Linked DNA regions of Mus musculus: region 1 is linked to region 2. Evidence: chromatin contacts called from public HiChIP or PLAC-seq data. All regions are on one chromosome and are shown on one strand. Each heading gives the region's core, a stretch centred on a gene start, on an enhancer-like site or on the middle of the called end of the contact. The rest is flanking DNA. Distances are from core to core; before and after follow the strand shown.

Region 1 (5,066 bases), core at 889-3,388, 310 kb before region 2:
AAACTGGGGGTGGCACCAGCTAAAGAATATCCGAAATGAGAACCCCAAGGTGCAGAGCAGAGTGCATATCAAATCTTGTTAACTGCTCTCATTAGAGCTGCACATTAGTTTAATATTAGAGCTTCAGGAGCAGTGTGGGTAAGAACAGCCAGCCCATCCATGGTCCCTGTACTTGCCTGTGCGCTATGCCAAGGGCAGCCATGCCCACAAGGGAGCAGAAGACTACTGCCTTTAGGCAGAAGCTGAAAGACACTGTCTGAGTAAGACTGACCATTTGCCCAAGAGCACATCCAGAGGTGTGCGGGGAGGAGGGAGATGAGAAAGGAAAGCAATGCCCTCAGTAGGCCAGTAGGTCAAAGCTCCTCAGCTAGAGGTGAGATTCCATGAGACCCTCCTCTGCCACACTGAAATTCGTTTGCGTGTTCATGTGTATAAAGGTCCTATATGTCTAGCAAATGGTGTTTGACTGGCGACATCTGTTGCAGTCTCTGGCTCTGACGATCTTTCTATCCTTTCTTCCCTGAGGATCCCTGTCATGGATCATGGGAGAGTAAGTTTGCTTCATGGATGTGGCCTCTGACAGGTTACCTACATTCCAATAGATGGTCCTCCATCCATATACATACAGGCAGCACTAAGTGGGTTTTGAGAAGAAGGAAGGGAGGGAGGTAAGTAGGGAGGGAGAGATAGAGGAGAGAGAGGTTGACATTGGGAATAAAAACTAGGGTGGGCTTGACCAAAACACACTATATTCATGTATAAACTTTTCAATGTAAAAATAGAAATCCACAAAAGAAGTCTCCCCTGAGGATACATAGAAGGCAAGTCTCCTACCAACCCAAAGGAATTCCACTGCACGCACATCTCTCCATCAACCTCTCTCTTGCCCTATTTGCTTCTCTTCAGAGCTGAAGTGCCTATGCCTGCCCCAGAGTCTCACATACACTTACCTCATTCATTCCATGATGTTAATGAATAAATCAAACCACCATTTTTGAAGTGTTTATTTTATGTCAAAATAATCTGTTTAAGAAAGAAACAAGCAAGGACACAGTAAACTGAAAAAAGTAATTGATCCAAATGAAAATGGATCATCTGGATTACAAAATAAAATCAGTGTAATTGTCTCTAGTAATAGTACAAAGCTTGGGGATAAGGTAGTGGGTGTGTGTGTGGGGGGGGGGTGAAGTGAAACCTGGCTTAGTTAAACTAAGCTAAATGTGCCAGGGTAAGCAGTTATCCTATAACTAAGCTACACCTCCACATTGCTGTGTGTGGTTTAATCATGCTTCTCCTGGTTTCCTTATGAACTTCAACAGCGTTAATTTATCTACAAACCGGTCATCACTAAAGTCCTTCCAAACTGATAATCTATGATTCTAATTCAAGCATAATTCTTGGGTTTTTTAGTTCTTATTAAATACAAACCGCCCCTGGATCTACACAGAGGAAACATGAACTGTTTGGGAAGTCTGGGAGATCAGTCAGATCTGAGACTGTGGAGCAGACCTGGCTGTCCCTGAACAGCACACAGCCTTGGTCATCGGGTAGTGTTTTTCACAAGGAGTAGCTAAGTTGTATGGGGTCATATAGACTGCAGGTGATAGCCACGAGTTTTAGCATTCTGTTCTGCTACTAAAAATACCTATAGGGAAAGGTAATATATTTTCTGGAGCTTTAAAACTCAAAAGAATGTCCCTCTTAGGATACTGTCAAGAGTCACAGAACTAGATTGTCAGGCAACCACGACTGGAAATGTCTCCCACCATCTCTTTTCTCTTAGCTTTATGTGTTAGCTATCGGGTTAAGTGCTACGGTACCAGCCCTCTCCCTGTCGCCAAAGAAGAGGATCTATCTTTGTAATGGTTTGTAAATAGAAAAAAATAATAAAACAGAAACAAATGACTCATTACCTTTGCCCTTCTTCGTAGGTTTAAATTTCAAGTGGTGAGTAACTCAGTGATCAGAGGCAGAGATTATGGAGCTGGATGGCAATTGATGAAGATGAGAAGCAGACTGTCCCTGAACAGTCTTTCCCTGCACACACACGTGCTTTCTCAAGCCCTAGCCCTCTCCTGCCCACGGATGGCAGGGTAGGATCTCTGCTTGGGTCTTTACCCTGAGTCATGAAGCACTAAGCCTAGAAATTGGTTTAGTGGTGAGCCAAAGGTCTTCTGAGGAATAGTCACCGCCTCACAGCAAGTGAGGCCATTCACAAATACACAAAGATGAGAGATGTCTAAGTCTTCCTCTTGTGCTGTGCCCTGATGAGTGGGAGGCAGTGTTCCGTGACACACAACTTCTCACCCACTGCATTGCCACTCACAGGGCATCTGGAACTGAAGGGACACTCTCATGTCTTCCCTGCTTCTTGCCCACTAAATGGGTTTCATTCTTCACCCTGTTTACACATTTCTTCAACAGGTTTGTCCTTTGTCAGCCCCCCTCCCCCAACAAAACAAACAAAAACTCTTTAAAAACTGAAACAATCATGAGACAGCTCATCTTTGGGGGAAGAAATTCAAATGAAAGGATGATGCATACCATCTAAACTTGTATACCATGGGGATACTCTCTGTGAGAAAAGCAGTGAATCTTTACAAGGTGGAAAAAACGAACGCCAAGCAGGAGGGGATTGGTTGGATCAGAGCTGGGTTATCTCCCATATCCACAAAATCACACACAGTTTTCATGTTCTCATTGCTCAGCTATGGGAGAAGTCCATGACTATGCTTGACAATATAATATGTAATTATGCTTTTGCATGGCCCAAAAAATGTCACTGTGAAAAGTCCATTTGTATTTTGATAGAAAAATTAGATGCAGTTTATGGTTTTGAAAGCACTTGTCCAAATGAGGAAAGAAAACCAAATTGCATCCATAACTTACTTAACAAATAATTAATAAAATTAAAAGGAAACAAAAAAAACCCTAAATCAACAAACAAACATGTGAATAGTAGCAACAGCAACAACAAAAAAGCCCCACTGTGTTACCACTGCAGTAAAGCCACCAGACAGAGTCAGAATCCGCTGCGAGATTCAAGTGCCTTCCACACCTCTATTCTGGAGACGTTATGCACATCAACAAGAAAATCCAGTGGAAGCCTTGAAGAAAGGGCAGTTTCCCACCCAAGCCCAAGTACCTGAACTGAGGTGATTAAACCTTGCTTCGAGACTCAGAGCTATGGAGAGCAGACTCTAATAGGTAACTCTGCAGATAAGAGCGGATGCCCCAGGCCTCTGTGGGAAGTGTTGTGTTTGAGAACTTTAGTCGATCTTGATAGACCAGCAGGCATCCACTTCCTAGAAGAGTGAGAAGAATCCTTTATGAAAACCCGCGGACAGGGCCATTAAGGTGACATGTTTAAGATCCTTCCTAGTTGTTGTCTCTAATAAGAGGCAAACAAGAAAATAAAGTAAGAAGTAGCGGCCAGAGAAAAGGGCAAAGATAAACAGAGGAGAGTGGATAGAAATTGTATATACGTTTTTTCCTCTGAGCGCACGTGTGTATGTGTGTGTGTGTGTGTGTGTGTGTGTGTGTGTGTGTGTGTGTGAGTGAGTGCGGGTGTGCATGTGTTTGTGTGTGTGTGTGTGTGTGTGTGTGTGTGTGTGTGTGAGAGAGAGAGAGAGAGAGAGAGAGAGAGAGTGTTTATGTGTAACTTGGTCAACTTCATTATCAATGAGTAGAGTATCTCAGTTCACTCGGGTTTGTAGCTGGAACTCCTATTCCAAAATAAGCCATTTGAATGGCTTATTTATTAAGGGAATGTTTGGGTAAAGGGATGAAATGAAGGCGTGATCTTTTCTCAGGGGTAGCTCCTCCAGATCGGAGCTAAGAACCAAGCTTGCCCTGAGCTTCACTGCCATGGACCGGGCCCAGTGGGTCCTCCTCAATCCGTGGGAATCAGGGGTTCCGGCAAATGGGCATAGAGTCGGCAGGAATTGGGGTGACAAACAGACTCGACACAAGGGGGTGTGGATCTGAATGCAATTTGTCAAATCAAGCATCAAACATTTTATACAGAAGAAAATAGGGAAGGTGACACAATGGCAAGGTACAATGAGGTTACTGGATTCTTACACAAAACAGAGGAATGCAAACACAAACACGGAAGGACTGGCTGAAACCAACTGGGATAAAATTCAACGTTAACAACTGGGATCAAAAACAGCTCCACCTAAGGTCCACTTAATCTTAGAAGCCAGGGGCATGGGCTTCGTGCCCTTGCCATAGTTCCTACTCTAGTTTATTGTATAGTCTACCTTCCCCCTAGGCCATTGTAAGTACTTGTATATGGGTATAAATCAGCTATCTATAATTCTAAGTATCTACTCTGGTTCCTCCTTAGGTCACAAACTTCCTTCTTCCTAGATAAAGGTAAATTCCTGTGTAGGGCAGTGACTTAGCTATCCATGCCCAGGGTCGGATCAAGGACTACCTAGAATCTAACTTAGCTATATGTCAAAATATCAATCCTTAGGAGCACTTGTAATAAAGCAATATTAAGGGAAAGCACACAGCTCTGTTTACCAACTAAGCAAGGACATTGGAGCATTATTTATACTACAGGATGCCACGGTTCCAGGAGACTAAGTTTCCGAGAACTTTTCGCTGCGGGACAGCGCCCAGGTTGGTGGGGCCTGTCGCACTTGACACTAGAAGGAAGGCTGCGTCTCTGAGCCGAACACTTTCTCTGAGAAACCTTGGGAGAGAAACTTTCCTGGCCCATTGCAGGCTCTGGTACTTCTCCCTTCTGAGACCATTTCTCCTCTTCAGGACACCTCATCATCATCAGAGATTCCCTCTCCCAGGATCAAAGGCATTCCAACCTCCCTCACAATAGAGCAGAAGTGCCTTTGTGGTCACTGATAAAGGCCTGACAGGCCAGCTTTCCAGGCTTTTCCTGTGAGCACTGTTCAAACCCTGGGTGCCAATAAAAATAACAAGTACTTTTTGCATTATATTGGGAAAACCATTTTCTACTAGTAAACTTCAAGGGCTGAAGAAAAGTTCCAGGGGAATTGGACCAAGTTCAACCTGAACTGGTCAAAAAGTATATTTAC
Region 2 (4,840 bases), core at 1,985-4,484:
TTGCCTAGGAAGGTAGCAGGCAGTGGGAGAAAAGGCTTTTATCTGAAGGCTTGCGCTGTCTCCACTTGGAGATTTAAGATTTAAGCAAAGAATCGAAGGTCATTGTGGAAACAATATGACGAATTGTGGAATTGATCTCCCACGGGGATTAGATAGGGATTCAGAAATCTTTCAAACTAGGCCCAGATGAACAGTAAATTTGAATGCTTTGAGGCCCTGGATTTGATTTGCTAATACTATCTCCGAACATTCTGCCCTTGGCTCTGCCTAGCTTAAAACTACAGCGTGAACACAAGTCACAGATCTGAGCTTCCAAGCAGATTTAAGGAGCTCCAACTCTCTACCTTCTGTGGAAATCTCGCATGCTGTGCTGACTAGGGGCTAGTCAGTCTCTCACCCTCTTCCCCATCACTCGATTTCCCTCCAGTTCTAGGGGGAGGAGCCTGTCTTTTGGCTACTTGCCAGGAAAGGGTGAGGACTCACCAGCGGGGAATCCCTGGCTGGGGCCACAGAGGGGACCGTACAGAAGCCGAAAGGCCTTCTACTGTGCTAGTGGAGGCCCGGGCTGCCCGCCTAGTCTCCGCCCGCCCGCCGTCCCCGCCCCGCCACCCGCCGCCCGCTCACCTTCGTGATGGAAGCTGCGCACGGTGTTGGCGCGGCTGGCTGCCCTCTCCAGCCGGTGGTCTGGGGCGGGCGCTCCTGGCTGGCCTGAGTGCCTGCGGTACAGATCTAGCATATAGGGGGGCACCACGACGTCCTTGCTGGGGGTGGGTCTCTGCTTCAGGCCAAACATGCTGAGCAGCCTCAACTCAAATTCGCTGAGGACGTCTTCCGAAGGCCGGGACAAGGGTCGGCTGGATGCCGCGGCGAACTTCTTGCGGCCCAGCTCTGGAATGAGGCCGGCCGCGCCGCCCAGGAGGACCTGGGGAAGCAGCAACACTAGAAGACAGCGGGTCCCGGCCACCATGGTCGACCTGCGGACAGGGCCGACGTGAGTCACCCACGTTCCCCGCCCAGTCCTCCGCCCGCCCCCGCGGCCTCGGCTCCCATAGAGCTCGCTGGCCTTCTCCAGGATGCCCTCCTGGCATGTCATATTCGCGGGCTACAGCCTGGATGATCAAGAGGATGGAGGACCCCCAAGTCCCAGCCGGACTTCTTACTTGGGGCTTGGTCTTAACTCCCAATTAAAAAGAGCATTGACCGTCTGTACCCTTTTCTTGTGACACTAGCTGGGAATGCGGGTGTCAGGAAGCTGGGAAGCCATAGGTTGGTCGGACACTGCATCCCTGACAAACTTATACAGTGCAGCGCTCATGTGCATATTAACAGACACAAATGCACAAGTGACTTCCTTAGAGGCGCTGTATACAATTTCCTGGTAGTTGAGCATATCAAACTTGTAGATTCAGTAAGCGCTAAACTCAAGATTACTGCTAATGACGCCACTTGCAAGTTGTGGCCTACGCCCCTAACTATTTAAGGTTGACCCACAGGCAACCCTGTCCCCCTTCCCCAGACTCCTGTGCAGTCAAGAAATCCATGCACCTTCCTGCAATTAACTAAATAGATAGTGTTTATGAATGCACGTGTAAGCTATGACACATTCGCATAGTCAGTAAACACACATGGAGAACCCCAACTTTTAGTATCTTCCTAAATGGGACCTACTTCTTAAGGATAGCCAAGGATCTCTAAGGCTTGGAGTACTTACTGGTCAGCAATGAACTAGTAAAATCTACTGGCCATACTCTTTAAATGGATTTCTGCATTTTTTTTTTTGAAAGCCCAAAACAGCCCTTATAATGTATCGAAAACTTGGGGAGGAGGAACCGGCTGGAGGAAGGTCGCAGGCCAGTGGGCAAGGCAGAGGGATCTGGGGTTTGGAATGCCTAACCCCTCTAGGGATCCGCTGCACGTGCACCGGGTGAGGGTATGTTTACGTCCACTCCACTCCACCAGTCCTCCCAGGCGCCCTGCGCCGTTGGGCGGGAAGCGGTGTCACCCGCCAGCCAACCCCGGGTCCCCGGCCCGTGTCCTCTACCTTTAGGAGACCGCAGTCCGTCTAAGAAGCACTAGGGGGCACGTCCATTGAGAGAGTCTCCACATGGAAAAAGCTCTGTCCGAGGGACCTGGAGCAGCAACTGGGCTTCTGTTGCTTTTCTTCGCCTCCTCCTCCTTCTCCGGGTGTTCTCCCTGTAGGGAACTGTGTCTTGGGGTGGGCCCAGCGGGCTGAGGAAGAGAGGTGATCGGGCTGGAGGCGGCAAGACTGGATCCGCCGGGCGAGGACACCGGCGCGAAGTGGGGAGCCCAAGTCACTCTCCCGGCAAGTTCAAGAAGTCTCCAGCCAAGTGCTGACACACAGCCTCGAGCAGGGGGAGGAGTGCGGGGCCGGGACGGGAAGGGAAGGCTGAGGCAAGGCTGCTGCTGTCGTCGGCCTCAGGGACCAGCGCTGGCGGGGCGCGGGGCTGGCTCCGGGACTCGCCGGGCGAGGGACGGACGTTCTGCGTTAGCTGGGCCGCGACCCATGGCTCGGGGCAGCCATCGTGGGCGATGCCGTGTCCGGGCAAGGGCGCAGCGAAGATCTGGGTGGCGGGCGGGCCGCCACTCTGCATCCCTCAGCCTGACTCTGGCGCACCCCCATCAGCGCTCGCCAGCAGAGCCCGCACGGCTGCGGCGCCCCGGCGTCCTGGGGCTCATTCTCGAGACAGTCCAGCCGCGCGTCTCGGGTTGCCAAACCGGGTGACCTCGCGCTCCGAGCCCTCGGGCCAAGTGTCTTTTGTGGCAGCCTGGGGTCCACTCACTCTTCCGCCCGCTCGCCTTGGGCGCTCACTCCTGGGTCAGAGTGGCCCCGCATTGAGGGTAAGACTGTGCTCCGGACTCCCGGTTCTTAGCGTCGGTCCGCGACTCTAGCTTCTCCCGGACAGCCGAGGCCACAGCGCCAGGCGCGCACAGTCTGGAGTTCCAACCCGTGTCGTGCCAGTCCCTCGAAGCCGCGGGTGACCCTCGCGTCTTTCGCCGGGAGGGCGTCCGGTGCCTGGTGTCGCCTGGGGAGGCTACGTCCGGGGCTGCCAATCCCGGGCGGGCTGTGGGAAGCGCAGCGGCGGCGGGCGCAGTGCGAGCAGGGCTCTGCGCGGCAGGGCGAGGACTCCGGCGGCGACGACGGAGGCGCCGTGGCGCGGCGCTCGCGGCTTTTAAAGGAGACGCCGCCTGCCGGCTCCCTCCCGGCCGTGGCCGAACACCTCCCCCTCGGAGGCGCAGCGCGCCGGGGATCCCCGGGCGGGCGGGAGCGGCGCGCAGGGGTGTGGACGGCGCGCCCTACGGGGCGGCCGCGGTGGAGCGGGGCGGGGCGAGCGCGCGGCCGCTAAGGGGTCGCGTCCCGGATGAGTGTGAAGCCGACCCCCGGGACCTGGATCCGCGCCCACAGCTGCGGGAGACTAGGGCAAATCCAGAGTCCACTGGCCTCTGAGTTCCCTCATTGGGCCAATATTCAACTTGAGTTTGAAGTTTTTAGGTAAGAGCACATTAAAAAGAAGAACAGAACTTACAAGTTATTAGACATTTTGGCAAAAATGTGAGCAAACGCTTCTGTTTTGAATGGTGAGAAGAAAATGTCGAGAAATAGCCGATACACATCTGAGTGCATTATTACATTTTATAAATATTCATACATTTATATTCAAATAAATGAATCTAATAAAAAGATGCATATATTTTATATGTATTTATTTATGTAAATTATAAAAATACGGGTACAGGTTTCTGAACATAGATACACACTTGTAAAGTGGACATCCCTTCTAGTGATGTGTGTGTGTGTGTGTGTGTGTGTGTGTGTGTGTCCATGTGAGGGGACAATGAGAGTTAATAGAAATTCTCTTTATAGAAGCGATCACTTCGATACTTGTGATATTTATCTTCCCTTCCACACCCACCTACTCCAGAGTCAGGTAACAAGACAATTCCGGTTTGAGACCTTTGAATTTTCTGCCTGGTCCTCTCTCTCCACTGGGTCTCCAGCAGTAAGGCTCTGGCTGTGGCCAAGCCAGTTTTCTTCCTCAGCTGGAAATGTCCCCAAAGCTGCTGAGCCAGGATTCTTTTTTGAAATCTTTCCATTTCTCCCTACATTCAGGAGCCTTCATAGTACCACCACTGGCTACCCACAGGACCCCCAAAACTATGGGCTGAGCATTCCTGTAGAAGACCAGAGTGAATAACGTTACGTTGTGAACCAGATCTTTCCAGTTTGCAAAGCAAAGACCGAGAAAGACCAGAAGCAGGGGCTTTAATGATTTTTTTACCCACGTGTGCTAGCTTTTCAGTCGGGGAGCTAAAATAACTCTAGGTTCGTTCACCTAAATCGGATTAGCAACCCACAGAGGGAAATTAGGCCCTGGCTGTTTCTAGAGCTGTAGAGGTCAAATAAGGTATTTTTGAAGGAAGGCTGTCTACAAGGGAAATTAAAGGAGAGGAAGGGATAGATCCAGCAATTTGCGATCAGCTACTGTATTCCTTTTTAAAACGTGTTGCAGAAGTTGTCACTCTGAATCATGAGACACCAAACAAGGCGGCAATAAAACACTCCACTCAGACGTGTAAGTGTGTAAGTCAAAAGGGCTGATCGCCTCTGAAGCCATTTCCTTCCCTATCAAGTTTAATTGAGAAGTTAACCATTGCTTCTGTCATCGCGGAGGCGGAAGGAGCAAAGCAAGAAACTCCGAACCTATATGAGATTTAAATGAGAAAGTTGCCTTTAATGAGGAAGAGAAAGCTGACAGCTGTTGGACCAACCCCAAGAAAAGATGAAAATGAAACCTTTGGTGATGACATCAACAATGCCTTG

What was found. HiChIP or PLAC-seq counts read pairs in DNA pulled down with a chosen protein or histone mark.
Region 1: a contact with region 2 is called in an H3K27ac HiChIP or PLAC-seq map of a colorectal cancer cell line, with 5 times the contacts expected there. The contact joins the enhancer-like site here to the promoter of Bmp2 in region 2. A contact is called at or near these places in 11 of 39 promoter capture datasets (the SN4741 cell line, cranial neural crest, embryonic stem cells and 5 more), 2 of 484 Hi-C or Micro-C datasets (cerebellum and cortical neurons), 5 of 115 datasets of contacts at active chromatin or transcription factors (a colorectal cancer cell line, embryonic limb bud, embryonic stem cells and 1 more) and 1 of 9 other capture datasets (embryonic stem cells).

The regions. Positions count from the first base shown.
Region 1 is chr2:133,854,928-133,859,993 of GRCm38.p6, reverse strand. No RefSeq gene overlaps it. Among named protein-coding and RNA genes, the nearest start is that of Gm39940, 110 kb to the right of the region's middle. Within about 2 kb of position 2,138, at least 11 of the 459 cell types and tissues checked have an H3K27ac peak or open chromatin away from gene starts, as enhancers often do. A contact at or near this core is called in a colorectal cancer cell line, where this site is marked.
Region 2 is chr2:133,550,553-133,555,392 of GRCm38.p6, reverse strand. Bmp2 (bone morphogenetic protein 2) reads right to left here and starts at 3,234. Exons shown (of 3, transcript NM_007553.3): 1 at 2,042-3,234; 2 at 625-974. The coding sequence starts at 967. RefSeq lists promoters at 2,269-2,584, 3,074-3,272, 2,269-4,840 and a cis regulatory region at 4,246-4,256.